5 separate regions of the Mus musculus genome follow, and regions 1, 2, 3 and 4 are each linked to region 5. A link is a contact called in public HiChIP or PLAC-seq and promoter capture Hi-C data. All regions are on one chromosome and are shown on one strand. The core of a region is the stretch at or near the end of the contact, and the rest is flanking DNA. Distances in the headings are between cores, read along the strand shown.

Region 1 (2,700 bases), core at 154-2,653, 990 kb after region 5:
CTTTATAACTGCCACTTATTCTAATTTCAAATTTCTGTTTTCTGTGAGAGGAGAAAAATGCTTTTAAATTATCAGGATCCAAAATTTTCCAGTGAGAAGCTCACTGGAGTCACTGTTAAAAGGAACCAGTCACCGAGAAAAAGGCTATTACTGGTCTGGGCAAGAAAATACAGAAGATTCCATACATACGCTGTCAAGCCTGGCAAGAAAGATCGTAGCCCGACTTCCACCCTTCCCACCCAGCCCCAAGTAAATAGGGCATTTGTTTGTATTTCCACATTGGCCGCACCATTGGCCGCACCAACGAAAGTACCTCCTCCACCTAGGAAAACAATCTGGAACATTCAGGCATGGAATATGAGGGCAAAGTTTTAGTACACACTGGAGCACCTCACAGAAAATTATTTTTCCTAAGAGTCTGTCCTTCAAGCACTTCCCAGAGTTTACACTTAATACCTGGTTTGGTATTTCTAGATCGTTCTAGGACAAAGCTTCTTGTTGTTATCTATTAAAACTGGAGCCAGAGGGAATCTTCCCACAGCGGGACTCGAAAGTTTTACTCTTTAGGGGGACACACACACACAAACCCCTCTTCATTGTCTCCTTTGCACCAAATAGGTTCAGGCAGAGTTGTCCTGTGGTTAGGTGCCTAGAGGGGGTTAGTTACTTAAATTTAGAATCCGTAAAACAAAAGTTGAGAAACTTTCCGTCTCAGGGAAACGCTGCAGTTTATTTGACTGCCTTTTGTTAAGCCCTGTCTCATTAGCCACATATTCGGTCTTTCTAACCCTACCGTCCCAGGTCTCCCGGCAGACCCACACAAACATCCCCGCGCGATTCAGTTACCTGCGGGGAACCGGCGGGGGCATGGAAAACCTGCCGAAGGATTCGCTCAGGATACTGGTTTAACAGGTGGCTCTGGCCATCTCCGGGTTTCAGCCTCGCAAAGGACACGGTCCTCACGCGCAGTCCGCTCCAGGAAAGGTAAGGGACCAAAGACTCAACTCAGACAACACGCCACGAGCCACTCTCGCTCTCGGGAAAACCCCTAGGTGAAAAGCCACACGTCGCGATCCCCGAAGCCCCAGGATGGAGGCCAACCGGTGGCACTGACCTCGGCGACGACAGAGCCCCAGCTGCGCGCAAAGGGCTTCCCCAGTTACCAAGACCCGGACCGGGAGCCCTGGATGATCCCGACAGCTGCTGCCGCTCCCGGTGTCCCGCGCTTGGCCTGGCCTCGCTCAGTAGGGCGGAACTCACCGAGCCAAGTCCCCTCCGCGGGTCGCAGGTGTCCACGCCGACTGAGACCCTCGGGGCTCACGCCGTCCTCCGGCCAGCAAGTCGTGCACGCACGCACGCCGATCGTCCCGGGCTGCCTGGAGCGCGCTCCCCAGGGCGTCCAGCACCTCCCCGCCGCGCGCTCTCGGCGGCCGTGCGCGCTCCGCCGCCCAGCGCTCTGCACCTCTGCCGCGCGTTCCTGGCGGCCGGACTCCAGTCGGCCAGAGGTAGTCTGCGCGTCCCCGCGATACTTAAAGGGCCAGCGCCCAAAGCCCTTGGCTGTGCCTGTCAGGCCTTCTCGGTCTACTTGTGAGACTGAATTGAGCATGAGCAATCGTAATACCAATGTGCTTTTGAAGTCCTGAATAAGAAGGGACTTCTCCAGCAACTCCACCACTAACTTTGAGAGTTTCGTTGTTGTTGTTGTTGTTGTTTTAAAGTAGAATTTCATTATGTAGGATGGCTTCAAGTTCATGATCCTCCTGCCTCAGCCTCCTGACTTCTGAGATTACAGGCATCCAACAACAATATCCTGAAGAGATTATTTTCATTTAATAATAATGACTGTTATTTATGAAATACGTATACTTTCAAACAAGACACATAACATACATTATTTTGTTTAATTCATTTAGACAATGTTTGTGGGGTCGTGGGGTTAAGTCTTTCTTTGTTTTTGTTTTTTTGAAAAGGGATCTCATTATGTAGCCTTGGCTGGCCTGGAGCTCACTATGTAGACTAGGCTGGCCTCCAATTCAGAGAGAGCCAATGCAGGCTGAGATTAAAGGCGTGTGCCACCACGCCAAGCTCTATTCATGTTTAATGAACTTGTAAGCATTGTCCATATGTGAGTTACTTATGTGATGTTCCCATATGTGTGCACACTGAACAGGGTTTTTAGCAGAGTAAACATGGCCAGCTCCTTAAATATTTATCATTTGCTTGTCATGAAAAATGTCAAAATCCTTCTTGCTTTTTTTTGAGGATTTTGTTTCTTTTGGTTCATTCATTCATTCATTCATCCACTCATCCATTCCTTCATTCGTGTGTGTGTGTGTGTGAGAGAGAGAGAGAGAGAGAGAGAGAGAGAGAGATGCTTCAAAAAGTGAAGGTCAGCCGACAGCCTTCAGGAGCTGGTCCTCTCTTGCCCTCACGAGGGTCAGAGTTCAGGGCTCAGGGCAAGTGCCTCAATCCAATGAGCCATTTTCTTGGCCAGCCAGGTCCTTTGACTTCTTATGGTTATTTTACAGAGAGGGATTTTTGAGGTCGACGAGGCTGAAGAAAGGCCCCGGTTTTGATCCTGTTGATTGTTGGGATATCTTTACCACCGGGGGGAACATTTCTGAGTAGCTAATAGTAATAGCTCATTGTTGTGGCAGCCTTTCCCAACCGGGCAGAAGCTAATGTTCTCAGCGAGAAAGC
Region 2 (2,700 bases), core at 99-2,598, 670 kb after region 5:
AATGCAATTTTTTTGTTAATTTATGCAGACATCTTCATAAACAATATGAGCTTTGATCCCATGAAGCATTGCTTGCTGTTGAGTACTACGCAGGCGCATTTAATCCTCAACACAGCACAAGCAGCTCCAGTAACCTCCATTTTCCTGTCAATGGGCAAAGAATCTAAAATTCAAAAAAGTCCAAGCTTGGCAAATAAGCTAGGACGATACACAACTCAGGCTGACCAGCTCTGAGTGACGGTAAGTCTGTCCACTCTCGGTGTCCGTCCTGCTGCGGAGTCAGCAGGCTGCATACTGTTCTATGACATCAGCTCTGCCACTGAGAGCCACGCAACATGGCTATGCTCCATCTTTAGTGAAGGTAGGATGGCAGCACCATCCACCTTAGTGATAACCCTGAGGAGTACACTGAGGACTGCTCTGTGGACAGTAGCTTGGCCACAGAAAGCCACAATGTCTGTCATTGCAAAAGACCTTGGACAGAACCATACAACCCTCCGTTAAGCATCCCCTCTAAGGACTGTTTCATGAACAATAAAATAGAGTATTACAAAACGCCCATCTGTGCCAAGCCCTGGACTAGGCACCAGGACCACAAATCACCTAGGACCCCAAAGTGCTTTATGAGGCATGACAGAGGAAGCTAGCAGGTACACAGATCATTTCAGAACACCAGGGAGAATAAAATACTCCGATGGAACAAACAAGGAAGCAACTTGCTGGCTGTCATGTGTGGGAGGGAGAGGAGGAAGTAGAAAGGGGATCCACTTTGAGGCAAAGGGAAACATGCCACAGCAGGACAGGAATATGAAGACAAGAACCCCATGAGATTAGCAGGCATGGGTGTGCATCAGCAATGAAGATGGGTGAAAGCTGTGGACACCGAGCGCTGGTTACTTTGTGTCTCTTTCACCCAAACTAGAGTCACCTGAGAAGGGGGAGCTTAGTGGGAGCCTACCTCCATCAGACTGGCCTGTGCACAGGTCTGTGGGGGCATTTTCTCTTTTAATTGATGATTGATACGGGAGGGTCCAGTCCACTGCGAGCAGCGCTATCCCGGGCAAGGAAGCTGTCCTTGTTTAAGGAAGTAGCTAAGCAAGGCATGGGGAGCAAGTCAGTAAGCAGCCCCCCCCCACCCCCCCGCCCCGTGGCCTCTGCTTTAGTTCCCGCCTTAGCTTCCCTTGATAATGACTCTAAGCAGGAAGACGAAATAAATCCTTTGCCTCCCCAAGTTGCTTTGGGTCTGTATTTTATCACAGCAACAGAGAAACAAAGCAAACCAGGACAAGGGGGAAAGCCCAGGTGATCCGTCCCTCTACTGCTACTCATCTTTATTTGTTTTATTTTATTTTATTTTTTGGATTTTCAAGACAGGATTTTTCTGTGTAGCCCTGGCTGTCCTGGAACTCACTCTGTAGACCAGGCTGGCCTCGAACTCAGAAATCTGCCTGCCTCTGCCTCCCAAGTGCTGGGATTAAAGGAGTGCGCCACCACCGCCTGGCTCATTTTTACTTTTAATTTACCACTGACATGCATTATTGTAGGGAGCTTGACAAAATTGGTGGGAAAAAAAGGTAGTTGTACATGTGCATCACTCGTAATATGTAATATACAATTGTGAAAACCGAGCATGAAGAAAACAAGAGCACTTCCCCCCTTGTGGCTATTACGGTTGGAAGTAAGATGGCCCTCACACGTTCATGTGTTCAATACGTGTCTCCAGCTGTAAGCCCGGGAACTCAGCAGTGGGGTGAGTGTATGAAGTCAGACCAAGTCTCTGCTTCCCCGGCACCAGGAGGCGGGTAGCTCTCCGCCATACTGCTCTGCCTCACTGTGGGCACAGAGCCACGAGGCCACCACTGCAGTTAAGGCCCCTGAACTGTGAGCAGAACTAGATCCTCCTCCTCTTGCTTTGTCACAGGAGAAGGATTCAGCTAACAGATGTGCTGACCAATGAAAGACAGGATTTCTCGGGCACAGAGAAATCTTTTAAAGGCTGTCTTGAAGGTAGTGGGTAGTGAGGTATTGAGGTTTATGCTCAGCAGGCATGAAGCCTTGGATCCAGTTTGAGGAAGGGAAGCATCGAGCCATTCAAACACAAACCCAGTGTAAAAGCCTTTGGCCTCCCTGACTCTGTGGCACGTTGGCACTCTGCAATCATTTATGTTTTCACATTGCAAACAGTAACAATTGTGGTCAACTTGACTAGCTGAAATCCAGAGAACACAGACTTCTAGAACCACTAATAACTGGGAACCAAATGATATAATCTACAACACGTTTCAAAAGAAAGGTACACAGTGTGCTTTATTAAGCTGCCAATGGCCTTTCTGTTTTTACAGTAGCAAATGTTTACGTGTGCCATGTACTACTGAGGTAACAAGGGTGAAAGGAGCATTCAGTCAGAAGGTACACTATGACTCTCATGGATGGAGGTGCTAGAACTCTTACTAAAACTCCTGGGTTAAGTTTAGTGGGGAGGCACAGGGAGGCTGGGGGTGGGGATAGAGGGGATAGAGGAGAGAGAGAGAGAGAGAGAGAGAGAGAGAGAGACAGAGAGAGACAGAGAGAGACAGAGACAGAGACAGAGAGAGAAATACTTAATACACACACTGACAAGACTTTAGCCTCAAGCAGGACTCGTGTTGAAAAGGAAAACAAAAGCTATCATTAACCAAATTTTCTTTCCATAAGAAAGTC
Region 3 (2,700 bases), core at 75-2,574, 630 kb after region 5:
GGCTCTTCTGGAAAAACTCACAGCTCTCTGAAGATATTTAGCTCCATTTAGCAGGGCCTTTGGTCCATCTCATCTTACTCCACAGTGTTGAATCCACTTACATGTAGCAGTGACACACACTGTGATTGACACCAGCAATTTTCAGAGCCCAGCCTGGTGCTTTGTCAAATGATCCATCTCTAGCCATCCCCTAGGGATTTCCTACCAATAAGAAAGGAAAATGGCTGAACTCAAAGATCTGAAGCATGTGCTATTTGTCAGAGGCAAAAATTGGGACATGAGACCAGACTGATAAGTAAAATTATATTTTTTTCAGAACCAAACAGGAAGAATATTTAAAATCAAGCCATTCTTGCCAATTCAAGATAAATGTAACCAATATTGTTCTGGGGTACCCGTGGAAGCATGACAAGATGAAAATCTGAGGTCCTCGGCCAGGGGTGATTTCCTTGTTGATGGACCCCTTCTGGTCCCAGAGACTCACCCTCCTCTTATCAGGGTGAGTACCCAGGGTGTTCCCACTGACTCACTCCATAAGTCCACATTCCTTACATATTTGTTTGATGGTTGCATATGACAGCCTGGATCAGGGCCAGATGGCTATGTAGAAAGCATCAAACCCAACCTCTTCTCTCTTATCCCTGGTGGTTTAGTTCTGGTCCCACACTGTCTGCCCTACTTAACCAACAAGTTCTGCAGCTGGAAAGCTTGGGAATTGTAATGCTAGTGTGATCTTCGGAGTAGAGGGGAGTGGCGGTGGATAGAGCATCTTACTAACATTTGTAGCTACTTATCAAAAGTGTTTCTGCTTACCTCCTGTAGCAGTCTGCTTAGAAAGGCCAGGCCAGATGCAGTGGCACACACCTGTAAACCCAGAACTTGGGAGGTCGAGGTGGAAGGATTAGGGGTTCAAAATCATCCTTGATTACATAGTGAGTTCATGAATTCAAAATAAACAAATAAACAAGGTCTGAAAAGTACAACATTCTATCTTGTTACAACCCCTGTGTTATTTTGATGTTTCTTATTGAGTAGGACCCTCAGCAACCATAGAGCTAACTGGTCTACCTCTTAATGAATTCTGAACATGACCCCTTAGAAGAACAACAATTCTAAGGATTTACACCCACAACATACACTCTTATACCCACCTTCTGTTTCCAGGGCTCCTGCCTGGAAACAACATCATCATTGGCCTTGGCCACAAGAATGCCCTGGTGTCAGATGAGAGATAAAGATAAGAGCTGCAGGCCTCCCTTCCCCCAGGACATTGTGTCATATTCAGGAAGTCCTAACCAGAGGCTGATAAGAGCTGGGCAGATTCACTTCCCCAGAGATAGTTTCATACCCAATGATGCTGGTTCTGGATCCAGAAAGACAGTAGAGCCTTGCCACATAGCAACAGGGATGTACTAGAGAGAGGTTTATTTCACTTTAAGGACACATGCCTCTCATTCCACTCTCACAACAAATATCAAAAAATGTGGTGGTTCAGGCCTTTGAGTGCAGCACTGAGGAGGCAGAAGTAGTTGACATCTGTGAGTTCAAGACCAGCTTGCTCTACAAAGAAGATTCCAGGACAGCCAGGGCTACACAGAGAAATCCTGTCTCGAAACCTCCCTCCACCCCAACAAAAAGAAAGAGAAAAGGAAAAAGTGGTTCTGTCCCAGAATTGAAAAATCTGTGACTGCTAGACTGGCTTAATTTCTGATTCATCTGCTAATCCAGGAACATCCAGTGATATGCTAACAGGCTTGTTGGGGTTTATGTAGCTAACATCACTTACCTTAGAGTTCAGAGTCAGCCTTCCTTACACAAATGAGTTATTACAGCTCCACTGAGTTTCCTAGTTATACTGCCAATCTCCCCATGTTTAATTAAGGAACAGCAGAAAAACTCCCAAATTCACCGTTAGTTGGGATGCAGTTACTATAACAAACACTTGAATTAAGGAAACCAAGGGTCTGAGGTTTAAATCAACAACTACAAAACACAACAGAGAGAGGACAGAGCACATGGCCCTCTTACTCCACTGGGACCTGGGGAGAAGATCCAGTGTCTTCAGTCACAAGCCAGGTGTCACTTTAGCTGCTGTTAATAGGAAAAATTTAGTTGGAAGGCACAGCATAGTTAAAGGATATAAGAGGAGAGTCTCCATCATTAAAAACTCATACAGTGATTCAGACTTTTGTCTCCATGGAAACAACATCATCAGCTCTGCCAAGTGTCTCCACTCCAAGTACAAGGACCTAAAAGTAGGGAAAGCCTTTCATTAACTAAGCCAGGCGCCATCTTGTGGTAAGTCTCTTAGCAACGTGGAAGAAGCCACAGACTAAATGTTTCCCAAAATTATCTGTAGTGGACAAAACATCCGGAGCTTTTCCTTCCAACTAAGAACTAAGAAAGAGCCCATAACACTCTTCCGGGGATCTAAGAGTTAGCAGTTGTGATTTCTTCACCCCAAAGTCAGCAATCTTTAGAAAAAAAGGAAGAAAATTTGAGGAAGTAACTCAGCAGTTTTACGAAAGATATTCTTTAAATGACAGTGTACACCCCTTTTATTGGAGAAGCTTCACCCAGCGAGTCAGGGCCTGGGCCCTGTTGCTCCGTTTCCTGTCTGGATGGTTTAAAGGGAAGAGTGTGTTCCACATGTGGTCATGGAAGGTTTTCACACAGCCCCGAAGGGAGCCTGAGCATGTG
Region 4 (2,813 bases), core at 121-2,620, 580 kb after region 5:
GGAACTGCAGCTGTACTGAGTGGCACATGTTCAGAGCTCTGATGACACACACTTTTGATTATTTCTGCTTTCTGGAGATGTAACCATCAAGCATGAGCCCCGGAGAGAACCGCCCCTAAAGACTCACTGATCCTCCTCCCACCCGGACATGAACCCCAGCGCCGGGCATCTGACCCTATGGTGAGATGTACACACAGATGAAGCTCTGACCACATGTCACTCTGAATACTGCGAAATTCTTCCCTCCCATCATCCTGAGGCCAGCCAAAGTCTTGTCTACACCTAGTACGTGCATATGTCAATTCCATAGGAATATATGATGTAAGGGTAGGACCAAAAGCTGAATTTCCTCGTGACCACTTTCGTCGGCCCAGTGCGCCCATACACACGATGAGTAAGTGCACACAGCCAGCGATCAGCGAGATCCACCATGCTCAGCCCACAGTCACGCGTGGGGAGAAAATCAGTGGAGGGCGGTGGTGGCAAGGGAAAAGGAAAGTCGCCCGCCCGCGTGGGCTGTTCTCTGCGCGCCCTGCGCTCCCCTCCCCCGCCCAGGAGAGGTGTCAACCGTGGGCGCAGACCCACGCGGTGGACTCGCGGAGGGTCTCCATAAGAGCGGACTATGGGACAATGAGGACGCATCGACCAGCCAGTTTCTGCCGCGGTGGCGGTGGCGACGGTAGCAGCAGGAGCAGCCGACGCTGCTGCCGCCACCGATGCTACTTCCACCCGCTGGTCCCCAGCACCCACTTACGTTCCGAGGGTCTCCTTGAACTCGAAGATCTTCTTAATGTCTTCTGCTTGCTTTTTCCAGGAGGAGCTGCTCTCGCCGTTCTCCCGGGCCATGGCAGACTAATGCTGTAGGGCGGCCGAGGGTTGCGCTGGGGAAGGGGCGCCGGAGGCGCGGCGCGGGCTCCGGGGGATGCCCGGCGCCGGGATGCGGAGCGGGAGGATGCGGAGCGCAGGGAGGCTCGGGCTGCCGCAGAGCTTCCTCTTCGGCAGTTTCCTCTTTCGCCTTGGCTGCTGCCGCCGCGGTCCCTCCCTGGCTCTAATTTCTACTGCTCTCCGGCAAAGACTTCCTGCCTCTGCCGCCGCCTGCCAGCCTCACTTTCTGCTACTTTCTTGCCTGGCTCCTGCTCCCTCCCCGCCGCCCGCCCCACTCCCCCAGCCCGCCTCCTCCCGCGGGCTCCCCGCCCTCCCAGTGCACCCGGCAGCCTCCCCGCCTCCCGCGAGGCGGCCTTCGGGGATGTCCCGCTCCCCCTCCCCTCCCCAGGAGCTCCGTGCTTGGGCGCCGGGATGCAGCACTTGACCACGGAGCCACGCACGCTCCCAGGCCGTCCGCGCACCCTGGGTCCCCGGGCGAGGGCGGGTGGGAGAACCCAGCAGGTGCAGGGCGCCGGAACGCGCGGGGGAGCCCTAGCCTTTAGGGAGCTTTATTATGAAGTCAATGCTGGGGGCGCCCGGGCTTTCCCTCTTCGAGCAGGAGGGGGCGCCTCTGCTTGGCGCTCGGAAGCTCTCGGCAAGGTGGGGTTGCGCGGCTCACGGTTGCGGGGCGCCCAGGGCGGGGCGCCTTCGCATACCCAAGAGCCGGTGACCCAAGCCTGCTGTGCAGGAGGGCGGGTGGGGGCTTGTTGTCAAGGCAATGGGCGGCGGCCTGGATGGAGCCATCGGCAGGCGGGCGTTGACTCCTGGCCGCAGCTTTGCCCCAGCAGGCGCTCCCGGAGCTCGGCAGTCACCTCCGGACTCCGCTGCTGGAGCTAATTCGCATTGCACCAAAATCTGCTTCACGTCAGTTTTGGAGCAGCTAAAGGAAACCTCGGGATGTATCGGACAGGCACGCCCAAGACGAGCCAATCACCGCCTGGTGGTCCCTTCCGGAGTAAAACTCCAGGGGTTATTTGGCGGCCAAGTGATGGGTGGATGCGGGACATGGTGGCTGGCCTGGCCCAGAACTGGAGTGACTGGACTGACTAGTGTTTGAACCCTTCTGATTTCCTCTTTCTCACTTTACTCCTGATGCTCTGAGGCCGTGGCCAAATTACACCGATTCAATGGAAAGACGCCTCTCTCTAGCGCCTTCCCCCATCAGCATACCCCGCAAGTGGCTTACTTAGAAGGTTAAGGTAGAAGCAGAGATACATTTTCCTCAGGCCTCTGGTCTCCAGAGTGAACTTTGACCTGCCCACTCTCACCTGGTATTCACCTGTTAGAGGACAGTAGGCAGCGTTTCCAGTTGGTCCTTTGGTTCAACTGGCAGGGACTACTACCTCATGATAGGAAATGTTAAGTTTTCTTTGTAGCAAGACTTCCTCTCCCTTAGAGCTGTTCGGCTGAATTGAGTAAACAGCCCTGTCTCTTAACTGGGGACACCTGTCCCATTTTCCCAGGACTGTTCCAATTTGAGAGGGGGGAGGAGGAGGAGGTGTGAATCTGCTTTCAGAAAAAGAAATCCCCCCCCCCCAACACCTCCCCATTGGTTCAGACTGGCCAGAGGCTCTGCCTTGGAGCCCTTTGTGGACTCCCAAGGAGGTTAGAAGAAAAATCTACCTATCCCTAGATTCTCAGTGCTGTTTTCCACGTTTCTTTGGCCCTTAGTCCTAAGCTCTTGAAGCTGAGAACAGCAGAGAAGAGGGTTATAACCATTGGTTGTTTAGGAGTGTGACAACCGAGTCATATGATCATCATGTTAAGTGTATTTACACAGACCTGGATGCTGCACACACCCAGCCTGTGGGATACACACGCTCACGGGCTTGGAGGTTGGGGAGAAACAGCCTATTGCTCCTAGAGCCATAATGAACAAAACATGAAAT
Region 5 (2,777 bases), core at 252-2,751:
CCTCATCCTAGGACGGCTCTTCTCTCCAGGTCCTGGAACAACTCCGGATCCCAATCCTGCAAACCCCAATGAGAAGCTTCCAAACAATCTTCTAAGGGCAACTTTGCTTAAAAATCTGCTGAAAATGCATTAAATACATTATGTATATTATGATAATGATATATGGCTAACACCCATAACATATAATTAATACACTTACACACAGGTATTCTCTCTCTCTCTCCTTCCTTTCTTCCTTGCTCCCTCCCTTCCTCTCTCTCTCTCTCTCTCTCTCTCTCTCTCTCTCTCTCTCTCTTTCTGTCTTTCTTTCTTTCTTTCTTTCTTTCTTTCTTTCTTTCTTTCTTTCTTTCTTTCTTTCCTTCTTTCCTTTTTTTGGAGACAGTTTCTTTAGCCCATGCTGGACTCAAATTCCCTGTGAAGCCTCCCTGTGTAGGTGAGAACAGCCCTGAATGTTGATCCTCCTGCCTTCATCTCCCAGTACCGGGTGTTTGCCACTGTGCCCCTCTGGTGAGGTGCTAGGGATCAAGTCCAGGGGGTGATGGATGCCAGCCAGCACACTGGTAATGGAGCCACACCCCCAGCCTTCTTGTGATTGATTCTCATTACACCAAGAATAGTAAAGGCAATGGAGGCTGGGCACTTTTGAGGGTTTTGGTCTCTTCTATTTTACCCACTAACTAGTGAAAAGCTTTTTTGAATTTATGGGTGAAGTTGCTTCCCAGGTATAGAACTTTCTGAATTTGGGGCTGTATAAAGCAGTTAAGCTTAAATAAATAAATAAATAAATAAGCCGTGAACAATGGATTTTCAAATCTTTATAGGGATTCTTTTGACATTATTATTACAGAAAACTCAATGTGTGTGTGTGTGTGTGTGTGTACATGATAGAGAGAGATGAGAGGGAAAGGGGATGAGGAGAGGAGGGGAGGGTGAAGGGGAGGGGGAGGAGAGGAAAGGGGAAGGAGGAGAGGGGGAACAGACAAGAGAGGAGGAGGGGATGAGGAGATAAGAGGGAAAGGGAATAGAGGAAGGGAGGGGCAGAGAAAGAGAGGAGAAAGGGAAGGAGAGAAAATATTATTCTACACGAAGTTCTGGGAAGATAAACTCAGATTTGATTTCTATGTGCTTTGATTCTAAGTCACTTGCATTGAAAACTTAAGACTCCTGCAGAGCACTCCACTGTACAAACTGAGAGCAATAGTAGGAACACCTGCCTAGGGAAAAACTCTACTGGCAAGCTCTGACCTAGCCCATAGTTGGGTGCTACAAACCAGTTAGGTCTGGTGGTCAAGGCGTTGTACGCACATCTCCTCTAGTCACCCTGGAGTCCCAGGGCGCAGGGGTTCGTCCCTTCCTCCCGGGAGTTCTGCACGGGCCGGTTGCGGGGTTGACGGACTCCCCGCCCCTGCCGCGGTCCACGCCCCAATCTCCGCCCGTCCCGTCGCGTCCTCTGGACCCTTTTTAAGCGTGGCGGGGCGAAGGCCCGGTCATGGTGATCCAGGCCGAAGAGCTAGCCGTGCACCCAGCTCTCCGGAGCGCGTGCAGGCGAGCCGAGCGCCCCGTCCGCGGTTCTCGGGCAGGCGCTGCGGGCTCCCCGGCTCCCCGCCGTCCCGGGCACCCGGGCGGGCCATGCGCCCGGGCTAGAGCGTAGCCGCCGGCATGCCGCTCCCGCTGCTGCTCGCCGCGCTCTGCCTCGCCGCCTCCCCGGCGCCCGCGCGCGCCTGCCAGCTGCCGTCGGAGTGGAGACCCTTGAGCGAAGGCTGCCGCGCCGAGCTAGCCGAGACCATCGTGTATGCCAAGGTGCTGGCGCTGCACCCCGAGGTGCCTGGCCTCTACAACTACCTGCCGTGGCAGTACCAAGCTGGAGAGGGAGGGCTCTTCTACTCCGCCGAGGTGGAGATGCTGTGTGACCAGGCGTGGGGCAGTATGTTGGAGGTGCCCGCCGGCTCCCGGCTCAACCTTACTGGTCTGGGCTACTTCTCCTGCCACTCCCACACGGTGGTCCAGGACTACTCTTATTTCTTCTTTGTAAGGTGAGCCTGCCCCCCTCTGCGGGCTACCTGCAGCAGGTTAGGAGCGCCCCGGGGGATCCGTTCCCCCTCCCCCAAACTAAACCACGTCCTAGGCTCTTCTCATTCTTTCCTTGCTCTGACCGCCCTTGGCTAAAGCTGTTTAAGATACAGTGATGCCTTTGGAGTTTATATGTATAGACCGGGTTAAAGACAAAAAGGTTAATAACGTGCTCTTGTTTATGAGATCGGATTTTTCTGTGATCTTCCTGCCTCAGCCCCTGAGTAGGGGGATTACACGCTACCACACGCAGCTATCAAAGTGCTTTCCAATCACTCATTTGATGTTTTGAGAAAGATGACCTTTGCCATCAGTTGTTGGGATTCTTTCTGGCTTTGAACTTCTTTGTATAAGTTTCGAGCCAGTTCTGAGTCCACTCTCACGCTGCTCCCCTCCACCAGTTCCTATCTGGATAAAAGTGGGAAGCAAATCGTGACAGAAGCTCGCGAAGCACCTGGGAAAGTCCTGTCATTTAATGTACACCCAAGCTCTCCTTTCCTACCCACCTTGATGCCAGAAAGCAGCCCCCCCCCCCCCCCCCCGTGCGCTGTCTTGTCTTGCTCTCTTATACCAGCTACCCTGTAATTCAAATTAGCAGAGCTTGACTGGGCCCGCTGGTGGGAAAGGTAAAGACCCCGGGTCACAGTGCTTTGAAGTGTGCAGAGGGGGGAACAGGCAGGTGGTGGGTCCTATGTAGACACCACCAG

What was found. Promoter capture Hi-C pulls out the DNA fragments that hold promoters and counts their contacts. HiChIP or PLAC-seq counts read pairs in DNA pulled down with a chosen protein or histone mark.
Region 1: a promoter capture Hi-C map of stem cell-derived epiblast-like cells shows a contact between it and region 5, with 3 times the contacts expected there. The contact joins the promoter of Proser2 here to the promoter of Ccdc3 in region 5. A contact is called at or near these places in 3 of 39 promoter capture datasets (hippocampal neurons, pre-B cells and stem cell-derived epiblast-like cells) and 1 of 115 datasets of contacts at active chromatin or transcription factors (pancreatic cancer cells).
Region 2: an H3K27ac HiChIP or PLAC-seq map of embryonic stem cells shows a contact between it and region 5, with 5 times the contacts expected there. The contact joins the enhancer-like site here to the promoter of Ccdc3 in region 5. A contact is called at or near these places in 12 of 39 promoter capture datasets (the 3T3-L1 cell line, 3T3-L1-derived adipocytes, the HPC-7 cell line and 6 more), 1 of 15 datasets of contacts at CTCF or cohesin (large pre-B cells), 1 of 484 Hi-C or Micro-C datasets (embryonic stem cells), 6 of 115 datasets of contacts at active chromatin or transcription factors (craniofacial prominence, embryonic basal ganglia, embryonic stem cells and 1 more) and 2 of 9 other capture datasets (adipose tissue and embryonic stem cells).
Region 3: a contact with region 5 is called in an HNF4G HiChIP or PLAC-seq map of pancreatic cancer cells. The contact joins the enhancer-like site here to the promoter of Ccdc3 in region 5. A contact is called at or near these places in 10 of 39 promoter capture datasets (the 3T3-L1 cell line, the C10 cell line, cranial neural crest and 6 more), 4 of 115 datasets of contacts at active chromatin or transcription factors (craniofacial prominence, embryonic stem cells, pancreatic cancer cells and 1 more) and 1 of 9 other capture datasets (embryonic stem cells).
Region 4: a contact with region 5 is called in a promoter capture Hi-C map of liver, with 8 times the contacts expected there. The contact joins the promoter of Camk1d here to the promoter of Ccdc3 in region 5. A contact is called at or near these places in 14 of 39 promoter capture datasets (the 3T3-L1 cell line, the C10 cell line, cranial neural crest and 6 more), 2 of 484 Hi-C or Micro-C datasets (both in embryonic stem cells), 12 of 115 datasets of contacts at active chromatin or transcription factors (craniofacial prominence, embryonic fibroblasts, embryonic forebrain and 6 more) and 1 of 9 other capture datasets (embryonic stem cells).

Annotation. Positions count from the first base shown.
Region 1 is chr2:6,128,782-6,131,481 of GRCm38.p6, forward strand. Proser2 (proline and serine rich 2) reads right to left here and starts at 1,404. Exons shown (of 4, transcript NM_144883.4): 1 at 1,261-1,404.
Region 2 is chr2:5,810,858-5,813,557 of GRCm38.p6, forward strand. All of the region lies in intron 6 of Cdc123 (cell division cycle 123), which reads right to left. Among named protein-coding and RNA genes, the nearest start is that of Gm29984, 13 kb to the right of the region's middle. Within about 2 kb of position 1,349, at least 23 of the 459 cell types and tissues checked have an H3K27ac peak or open chromatin away from gene starts, as enhancers often do. A contact at or near this core is called in adipose tissue and embryonic stem cells, where this site is marked.
Region 3 is chr2:5,768,552-5,771,251 of GRCm38.p6, forward strand. No RefSeq gene overlaps it. Among named protein-coding and RNA genes, the nearest start is that of Gm29857, 42 kb to the left of the region's middle. Within about 2 kb of position 1,325, at least 53 of the 459 cell types and tissues checked have an H3K27ac peak or open chromatin away from gene starts, as enhancers often do. A contact at or near this core is called in pancreatic cancer cells, where this site is marked.
Region 4 is chr2:5,713,392-5,716,204 of GRCm38.p6, forward strand. It overlaps Camk1d (calcium/calmodulin-dependent protein kinase ID), which reads right to left and starts at 1,371. Exons shown (of 11, transcript NM_177343.4): 1 at 755-1,371. The coding sequence starts at 846.
Region 5 is chr2:5,136,275-5,139,051 of GRCm38.p6, forward strand. Ccdc3 (coiled-coil domain containing 3) reads left to right here and starts at 1,502. Exons shown (of 3, transcript NM_028804.1): 1 at 1,502-2,033. The coding sequence starts at 1,660.